Linked DNA regions of Drosophila melanogaster: region 2 is linked to region 1. The links are chromatin contacts, called in public Hi-C maps. All regions are on one chromosome and are shown on one strand. The core of a region is the stretch at or near the end of the contact, and the rest is flanking DNA. Distances in the headings are between cores, read along the strand shown.

Region 1 (4,984 bases), core at 1,189-3,688:
TTGTTAGCATTTCCTACTTCCTCTACCACTAACATCAATTTGGCAACACCTTTTACTTTCGTTCGGGCCACGAGTCCAGCTGCCGCAACACCCACAGTGACTCAAAACCCACATTCGGATACGTGCAGATATATACATATGCTGCAACTCCTGAGCAGGCTCATCCATTTTAAGCCAGGCCATAACATAAAAGCGCCCATTAGCCAAATGGGGGAGGACCCCCCCGGGGTGATGCTTTTTTCATGGGCGTAGGGGCGCAAAAGGAGGCAGCAGACGCCATCACTCGTGCCCGTCTGGTAATCGTGACAGACATTTGGCAAAAAGGCGGACAGGGGGATATGGCCATCCACCTCCGTGCACCGCAAGAAATTTGTAATTTAAGCACCTATCGTGTTCTATTATGGTTATAGTAAATGAAATGCCTCAGTTGGGAAATGCCATTTGTATCTATTTTGTAACATTTAGACAACTAGAACGAATGCTTGTGCTTGGATCCTTCCCACCGTATCCAAAGTGAACCAATTTTTCTCTGCGTGCACCTCCACCGAAACCACCGAAATCGAAAACCGAAAAAACGGAAAACCGCGAAACAGGAACCGTGGCTAGGCTAACTAGTCTGAGATGTTGGCCTGGTCTTCGAGTACGATCCACTCCACGGCAAAATGGTGTAATGGTAAAATGGCAATACTTTTGGCCAGACGTGCGCCTGCTTTGCATACAACAATATGCGACAAGACAAGACAGCCGAACACAAGACAAGCTGGCTAAAAACGGCGACAACTATAATTAAGCTTAATTGCTGTTTAGTGCGAGTATGGGCAACTTTTCGCAGTTGTTCCCCCGCAGGAGAAAAATAAATAAACAGCAACGGAGACGGAGACAGACGCCCACGCACCACTTCACGTATAATTAAATTAAATTTATAATGCGAATTTCAACGCGATAAATAAGCCTAACCAGGTGTTTTTCGGGGCGCACGGGGGGTGTGGCCCCAGATATCTGGGTAATTGAAAACTTAAAGCGCACTTATCGCTCACTCTCATTGTTTTTCGTGTGTCGGGGAAATTAATTAGCAATTAAAAATGCAGCGCACAGCGATCGGTGGTTAAATGCTACAGACCCACAAACAGCAAAGCCCGGTTCTCTCTAATCTGCTGCAAAATAATTCATATTTATAAATAGACAAACATTATTCAATGTGTCCGAGCGAGAGACGGTGGACCGAGAACCGTAAATTAAATCAAAATCAGAATGAAAACGATATGGTCTTATGCCCAGAATTTATAACGAAAATAAGAGCCAGAAACACAGTGAAATCGAAAATACAAAAAGGGGGATACCAAGGTGGGGAGAAACCGACAGGGCAAATGCCCTAGGTAGAAAAAAAAACATATTATTCCTGACTAGCCCATGCAAATGTGTTTAAAATATTTGTAAAACCGGTATAAACTACGAGTGATGCAACCTATGATTATGTTCAATAATAAGTATTAATCGATGAGCTCATAAATCTTGAACCTTTTACAATTCACCCCTAACAAACAGCCCGTGCAAGACACCCCTTCGAAAAGGGTATCCAAAGCCATTTGGCCAGTGTCCGCCCACAAAAAAGCGTTGTTAGCGGTTGGCAGTTGGGAAGTTGGAGGTTGGGAACTTGGCCGCCGTCTGCCGGTCCCTGCCGTCCGTTTCTGGGCTCTGCAGCCCGGCTTGTGACTCAATGCAGCTGCAGTTGATCGACCGATCGATTCGAACTGCAAACAGAAAACTGAAACTGAAAACGGTTGCATTTGGCAATGAACTTTTCGCAGCGAAAAAAGACAAAAGTCTAGACTCCGCTGGAAATGCGCTGGCAAGCTGACTTTGAACTCGGTCAAGTCGAGACACATTTGCGAAACTGTTTGCATATTTAATTGAACACCTACAACAACAATAAATGAGCTGCAGCTGCGCGGAATCGCTTTTTCGCAATAATAAGCATAAGCATAATAATAATCAGGCGCAAACAGGCTCAATGGCCAAAAAGTGGCCAACGGGCGAATAAGCCAAGTCGTGCTCGGCCAAAACTAATGACCATATTTACCATATTTAGCGCCGAAAGCTGGCAATCCTATCCTTCGGTGGCAGCCTTGGCAGCTCAAGTGTGGCATAGTGAGTGGATCTGACACTTGGGCTGGCAACCCTAGCCCATATCGCCCGTTTATATCGGTCAATGGAGATGGGATTACGATTTGGTCAGAAGTAATAAGGTTGTCCTCTGACATTGAAGATACGAGTTTGATATATATGACTATGTATAGTTCATGGAAACATTCATGGTGTTAAAGGACTGACTGAATTTTAAATAAATTACAAATTTAAAGAAACAGGGGTCACTAACGCTGTGTACAATTTTGACAACTCTGATTCGTTGTGATCTAGTGTTGTTTAGTGAGAGATTGTGACAGTAAGCTCCTTTAATCTCGGAATTTTTTTTTATAAAAGATATAATTTAATTTCTGCAATATGAGCGCCAGAACTAGGCGCTACGAACGTGACGAAGTAGTGCAGCTTCTTAGAAACCCATCAAATAAGCCCCAGCGAATTATATTAATATTGGATTCAAGATTTATCCCTGAAGAACTGACGACCGCCAACCGTGTGAGGCCTGACATTCACATATTTTCCGGACCTGCAATACCAAATTTGTTAGGCGGGTCTTTCATGCCGCTGAATCTGTCCAATGCGAACTCGTGGGTGTACTCTGTTCTATTGCAAAGTCCAATAGTTCGCCCTGCTTATCCTCGTCGAGTTCGCTACACTTCCGTGTCTCAGTGGAGTCCTCCAATGCGTACACGAATGGGACGGAACGAGATTTTTCCGGAGGACATTGGAGGAGAGATACTGACGGCAATGATGGTGAACCCAGAATTAGACACACTAATGCGCCTCGATCCCATTAAAGCCATGTCCCTGATCCTGCGTATTGCAAACTACTTTCTCCACTGAGTCGGGATTGTACCAGAAAAATACGCATTTGAATTGTAAATTTACTAGTTATTATTGCTTTTATTTTTGCAGTTTTGCTGTAAATAAAAACTGATTAATGATTGGAAGACATCTTTGCGAATGTGTTTTTCTTATATAAATGCAACTGTAATGCAATCTTTTTTTTTGAAAGTTTAACCAATTTTAATATTTTTCGATATCTTTGAGTGCGGTGGCACCGTGATTCCTACAGCCGGCGACTTGGACATCACTCTTCATATGTCAGGCGGATTGTCGTTTATGAGCTCGATTCAGATACTCAATACTTGTCCCGGAGGCGGAGGAGCCGTTCGATGCCCGCGGATACTCGTGATTAATTGTGGGGCACGCGACGATGCGATGCCAATCGGCTGCCCCAAGTGACAAAAATCAATGCAACTGCAAATGTGTGAGAAGAGCAAGTGTGGCACAGAAGCGAAAAGGGACGCGGCTGACAGGAGCCATAAATCTTGGTCGACCCCAGAAGTCGCAGATGTCACGGGGCGACTGGTGCCCACACAGAGTCCCTTATCGGGGGCAAGTATCGGGGTCTTCTGGGGAATGTACTCGCAATGGGCACTGGAACGGAAGTTGGCCACGATCAATCTCAATTAAACTGATAGCTACTGCGCGGAGGAGTCGCCTTATTCACTCGCCTCACTTATTCCTCGAAGGCATGTAATGATGGCATTCGTATTCATAAAGGTAAATCAGTTTCGTTTCGATCTTTTTAAGCCAAGTAGGTAAAGTTTAATACTTTTTTCGCAAGTTTCATAATTCTCCTGTTACATCGTAAAATGGTTAAAAACTATACTGCCTCTGTTTCTTCCTATGACTGCAGATATGTTTACCAATATAGGGTTAATAGCTCAAATGACCTGAAAATTTGTTTAGCTTATTATGTGAATCGTACCATAAGTTAGGCCCAAAGTAAGACCAACACCTCAGTGACAATTCAAGTGACAATCTAACACTCGCAAGCAGCTCTCTAAATTGCGCACATCCGCTTGAGCGCGGCAAAGGAGCCGCAATAATTTACAACAATATAGCGCGAATAAACGCGACCAGGGGCGGGGAAGAAGGGGGTTATTGGCCATAAACTGAGCCAAGAGCACGCGTAATTTGGCCAAACATTTCCATTTCCATGCAAATGGCAGCCAGCGAGCGGCAAATCAGCGCCCATGAAAGCAATCGCAATTGCGTGTTGCACAATCGTTGTGAGCTAAAAAAAGAAAAACACAAAAAAATTAAAATAAAAAGACGACAACCTGCAGCCTACACAACCCCGCAGAATCGAGAACCCAAAGCCCAGAGAACATGACATCAAATGGCAAACAAAGACCAATTACATGGAAGAAACAAACATAAAGACAACCAGGCAAGATTTGCCCAGCGAAGTCGAGCTGGTTAACACTCTCTAAAAAACTCCAAGATAAACCTTTTCCAATTTTGGAATAAATAGTTGAACGTATATATATTTTCATATATTTTTATTCTAATTGATATATAACGATTGCAAGTCTAATTACTATTTGCAGCTCAGATGAACACATGCGACGTAATGAAGTGACAGTACCTCAACCAATATAGTGTCGCAGAAACCTCCAAACACATGGCACATGGGCGGCCAGGCCAAAACATTAGCCAAAACAAAAAGAGGGGGGAAAAAAGAAGAAAACCTGGGCCACATTAAAGCCCACGAACTGACTCACCGTGGAAGATGCGTTGGACGTTGGATTGCCAGGCGCAGTTTGGGTAGTGCAACATAGAACCCCATTTGGTAGTCGGCTGCGACTGTTGCATGCTAAACGTTGCTAAACTCAAGAGCGACCAACATTTATCACACTACGCCTATCGCCTTTTTGTGGCCCCTTTTCGTCGCTAATTAATGATAATGTCAGGAACTAATATGCAGAGGGAATATAGGAAAACTCCTCCGTCCGCCAGTTCGCCAGTTTATCATCAGTTAACGTTTTCATTA
Region 2 (4,984 bases), core at 1,786-4,285, 49 kb after region 1:
GTAAAATTTTCAGCTATATAGTGCCATACGCCATAGTGCTCCAGCTGCCTGCATTCGGGCCTGTTGAATGTCTAATGTCGTGACTCGATTAATGAAATGTTGCAGCGGTGGAAAAATGCAACGAGAATTATAAAAAGTGATATTATAAAAGCATTGACAGTCGCCTAATGGCCGTTTGTTGGCGCTTTGGTGTCAACATGGCCTGGGCAAAGTTAATGGATTGGCTAATTAGGTATGGTAACCAGCAGGCAGGATAGAAATGAAAACGAGTCAGTGGAATGTGAGCATCCCAGCGATTCCATCAAAAGTTGACAGGTCAGGCGGTTTCATAAGCTTTCGCCAAACTATTGACAACTCATTGGAGATTCGCGAGTGGGTTGCATATGATAAGCCTAATAATACAGCCATAACTATGGAGTCTCCATCAACATCTTCATAATAAAACAATCAACGCACAATCAACACCGAGATCAAGTGACTCTCCATAGACAACAGACAAGCTCAGCGGATAGTGAGCACTGGGCGAAAAAATCGGGTCGATATTAGGACTTCATTAAAGAGGTATTGAATTATTCACAGAATAGTTAAAACCCTTAAACACTTCGCCTATGGTTTTCTGAACATTTTATACCATGTTAAATTTTGTATTTTAAATGTTTTTTTTTTTTTGTTCCCCATTTTCGCTTCACTATCAATATTTTAAAAGTGTACTTGCAGTCTCCGCAGCCTCATGATCATCCTCTTCTGTTTGGTGTCTTGCTTAAAGTTGGCATTTCCTGGCATTATAAGCGTTAAATTGAGAGGTCAACAAAGTGCTGGATAGTGTGTGACTGTGTGTATCTGTGTGCCGGTATCTGTACAAGCGGTATCTGTGTGCGTTTCCTGTCTAGATTCCCGGGCCTAAAATCTTTTGGGCCTGTGCCAAAGTAATTGATGTGCACGCTTGACCTGTGGGAGGGAACTTATTGCAGATAATCTGCAACGCAGACAATTGCCTGAATGAATTTTTTATAAGCCACCGCACTCTGAATAATCCACAGGCCTTTTTCATCGGGCCCATCGAAGTGAAATGTGGCCCATTGTCTACGTCAGCCGCAGTCGAAAATATTTATTACCGCATTTATTAAACGCTTTTCACAAATCGAGAAGACACTTTGACAATGAAAGAAAACCGAAAATTCCACGCACCGCAAATTAGTCGAGCTGAGACAAAACAAAAAGCAACTTTGGAAATCGAACTCAGACGAACGTGGGCGTTCTACAGATTTATGTTGAAAAGATGCTGGCAGAAAAAAAAAATTGGTACAATGGTTGGGATGGGATCTTCAAACTCCGATCGTTGATAGCCGAAGTGAAGATGGTAGCTTTGCCTACGAAGCCAGCCAACTGAATTTCAAAGCCAAACTCTGTGTAGTTTTCGGCTATGAATGATCTAACGAGCGCTCATAAATATTTGATATGAAAAAAATTCAAATAAAATTGATACGCATCATTTGAAAACTCATCACCATCGGCTGACTTTGGATGGGAACAACATCTTGCGATCGGACAGTCTTCAGTCAGTTTGAATGTTACTTTTTGGACCGCAGCAGGCTTATTTGTTTTGCCGGTGGATATGTATTTTGGGATTTGTTAATTAATTAGTCGGGGTTAATGGGCTGCCATTAATAAAAACGCTTATTTATGGCGCTAAAAATACAAAATGCTTCGAGACCCCAGAAAAAACTTTCTCCCCAAAATGCGATGGTTGTATAAGTCCGTAGCGAACTGAACTGAACTGAGCCGAAATATGAGGAGGCCCAGATTTCCAGATATGAATTATGCTCGGCAGGTATAGAGCCTGACACCCAGAAAAAGTCTTAATTAGCGTTTTGGACCACTCGTTTTGGCCAAATTGCCTCCTTGGAGCGGCGAGCATTCACTTCGCCCAAGTTTGGCTATCTCTGTGAGCCGACTTGATAATGATGAAGGCTGGAATAGAAATGAACCAAATGCTGGTTCGCCGTGGGTTTCCCATGATAACTCCTTTGGCAATGGGAACCGGCAATTGTCTTGCCAACAACCTGTCCGAGAACGGGCCAAAATGGAACCCCAGATCGCAGAGAGATACCCGGATAGGCGACTCCAGAATGGCACAAATTTCATTTTCATTGTCCGCCGCTCATTTCTGGTTTTAATAATTTTAATTAGCGATCGCTTATCGTCGATTATGTCAGTCCGCTGGAGAGAACAGCAACCCACACAGAAAGTTTTCCGCACTCGCAGCCAGTTGAATTGCGTGCCTTGAATTGGATCTCTGGAATTTTCACACCAGAAATGGTTACGACAACTCCGACTTGGAGCTTGCACAAGGAAAAACCAACTAAAAGTTGAAAATATATTGATACTCTAAAGACAGAGAAAAATTTTAGATTTTGACACATTTATAGATAATTTTTTCCAGTGCACTATCAACTCCATCTGTCTAGTATTTTCCGAAACACCAACGCATGTGGGCAGCATTTTATGTCGCTGGCTACTGTCTTTTTCCCCCTTTCCCCCATCACCAATCACCACCTTTGTCTGACCATAATGGAGTGTGACTAATTAATAAATTAATTTCGTTGTTGTCTCATTTGTAATTTCAATTTGTCTAATAGGATTTCATGTTTTGACCATTTTTGGTTGGCTCATAGTCACATCTCTCCCACCAGAGCACGTTTTATGTCTTTAGTTTAAGCCTATTTTAAGCCCCATCGATAAAGCTATTTGTACAATGCGCCTAATTAAGCGTGAAGTGACGACTTTACAGGGTGTCAGATGTGGGCGCTAAATAAAGCCTTAAACTATGCTTAAAAGTCCCCATTTTCAGTTGAAGTTCGAGAGGTGAGCGTGTGAACATTTCCTCATTTGAATAATACCCTAAAGTTGTTTTAACATGATCGAAGGGCGTGATAAGCAACTTGTTGAGGGCTTTTGATTGATAAAGTCAAGTGATATTCTTCAATATTTTAAAGAAATATTCCATAGATTAGAAAAATTTCAAATATTTCACTAACTTTCATTAAATTCTAGTCTAGTTACCCATACAATTAATTTTATATATTACAATTTATTTAAGGTTCATAGCTCTAGTTGAATAAATTGTATACGGAGGACAAGAAACAGACAACAAACATCGACAGGCAGCCACTGTCGCAGACTTTCGAAAACCAGAAGACAAACCCCGGCTATCTGGTCCTATATCTACATATATGTCAGATCGGAGGAGAACAGACGGCGACAGGCTCTCCGGGATTGGGATATATCATATCTGGCAACTTAAGCGTTTAATCACGCGTAGACATTTGGGCGAGATAACTTCAGAACGGAACAGAAAATAAAAGGCAAGCCAAGTACGAAAACTTTAAGAAATAAATAAAAATACCCACCATAAAAAGTAATTACAGCCACACGATGTTGGCAAAAAAATCACGAAAAAAAAAACGAATAAACCAGAATATCGGCCGAACAGCTACAACAACAATTGCTGTGACAAATCTGCAATTTTTATTACCGTTGTTGCCTTTTGTTGGGTTCCTGTTGCCTGTCAGCCAGCAAAATGATCGAAGAGTCGCATATGAGAACGCGAAGCAATTGAGATTGATGGTTGGCTTATTCATATAGGTAAGGGGGCGTCGGACCCTGAGGGGGCGTGCCAGCCCGTCAGTCATTCAATGCTCTTGTTGTTGTTGCCGCTGTTCGCAGGGCCATTTTGCATTTGGCGCGACTTCTACATGAAAATTACAAACTACTGGCAACAGGCAAGAGATTATTTTTCTTGCGTAGGTTGCGCTGCGGTTCTTTATTTTTTTTTTTTTTTTTTTTGGTCACCACAGGGGGAGGGGGTGGCACATGCCAAAGACAGCAAAAATTGTGTCGCCAATTGGTGGTGGTGGCATATGCATATGGATACAGTAAGAAAAATTAAGTACTCTTAACTTCAATTGGCTAGTACGCAAATGAGTTAATTCTTTAGAATAGCGAATGAAGGAGGCATATATATCGCATAAGAATATAAAGTGTGCAAATAATGCACATAGGATGTAGTAAATATTTGGCATTTGTCGTATTATTTATCTTGCATTCGTTTTTCTGCAGTGTACCAGGCAGGCGGGGTAGCCGTTTTGAATGACGCATGCAGCGAGTGCCAAGCTCATGGAATTCATGATCAATGACTAGACACAGATACAAACACGCACACACGCGCCACAATCGTAAACAAAATGGAGCACGAGGGAGATAGACAATGTGCGAGCGAGAGGGGCACAGATTAATGAACACTTTGGCTGACATTTTAAGGACAAGTTCGTTGTCGAATGCGGTTTTCTAGGGGGTGCAGAAAATAGGAGGAAAAACGGGAAAATAGCAGTCTACCTGAGGTTGATGCCTTACGTAATTGGACAGTGAGTGATTGGGGCGCAGGCAATGCTAATGGTGATCTAGTATCTGCTGTCCATTCGCATTGAAAGCGGCTTAAAGGATTGCGAATTGGAAACGGCTGCTGAAAGTTATCTAAAAGACAGGATTATGTGCACAATGCTCACTGAAATATATATATAAAAGTAGAGATAAAGATACAATCTTGAGTGGCGAAGATATAAACATCCTTGAGTCGGCTTTGATTGGATTTTCTTGGCTTGCTTCTGATCCCACATCATGTGCAACCCACTCACATTTGGCACAAGGACAGCCTGCTGAACTAGCTGCTAATTAACTGGCTTACCGGCCTGACTCTTCGCCTTTTGCGTTGGTGGCTAAAGGTCTCCAAGGGAGAGCTTGTATGTAATTCAATCAATGGCAAGACAACAGCTACATGCAACATGCCACTGGCAACCAGCTAAAGTCATTGACAATTGGGGCCAAGACACGAGACAGCGGGAAGACAAGCTGCGACCACTACAAGGGTCACCTAATCAATGGGTCTGCGCGATGTTGCAGCAACATGTTGCGGCCGTAACTGCAA

Evidence for each region. A called contact is a pair of places that touch in the nucleus more often than the background predicts.
Region 2: a Hi-C map of the Kc167 cell line shows a contact between it and region 1, with 1.8 times the contacts expected there. A contact is called at or near these places in 67 of 107 Hi-C or Micro-C datasets (the Clone 8 cell line, the D17-c3 cell line, the Kc167 cell line and 23 more) and 2 of 7 datasets of targeted methods (both in the Kc167 cell line).

Annotation. Positions count from the first base shown.
Region 1 is chr3L:3,656,630-3,661,613 of dm6, forward strand. It overlaps CG43098, which reads left to right and starts at 2,439. Exons shown (of 1, transcript NM_001259676.2): 1 at 2,439-3,095. The coding sequence starts at 2,503. The coding sequence ends at 2,985.
Region 2 is chr3L:3,705,528-3,710,511 of dm6, forward strand. lncRNA:CR45675 (long non-coding RNA:CR45675) reads left to right here and starts at 3,036. Exons shown (of 1, transcript NR_124773.1): 1 at 3,036-3,470.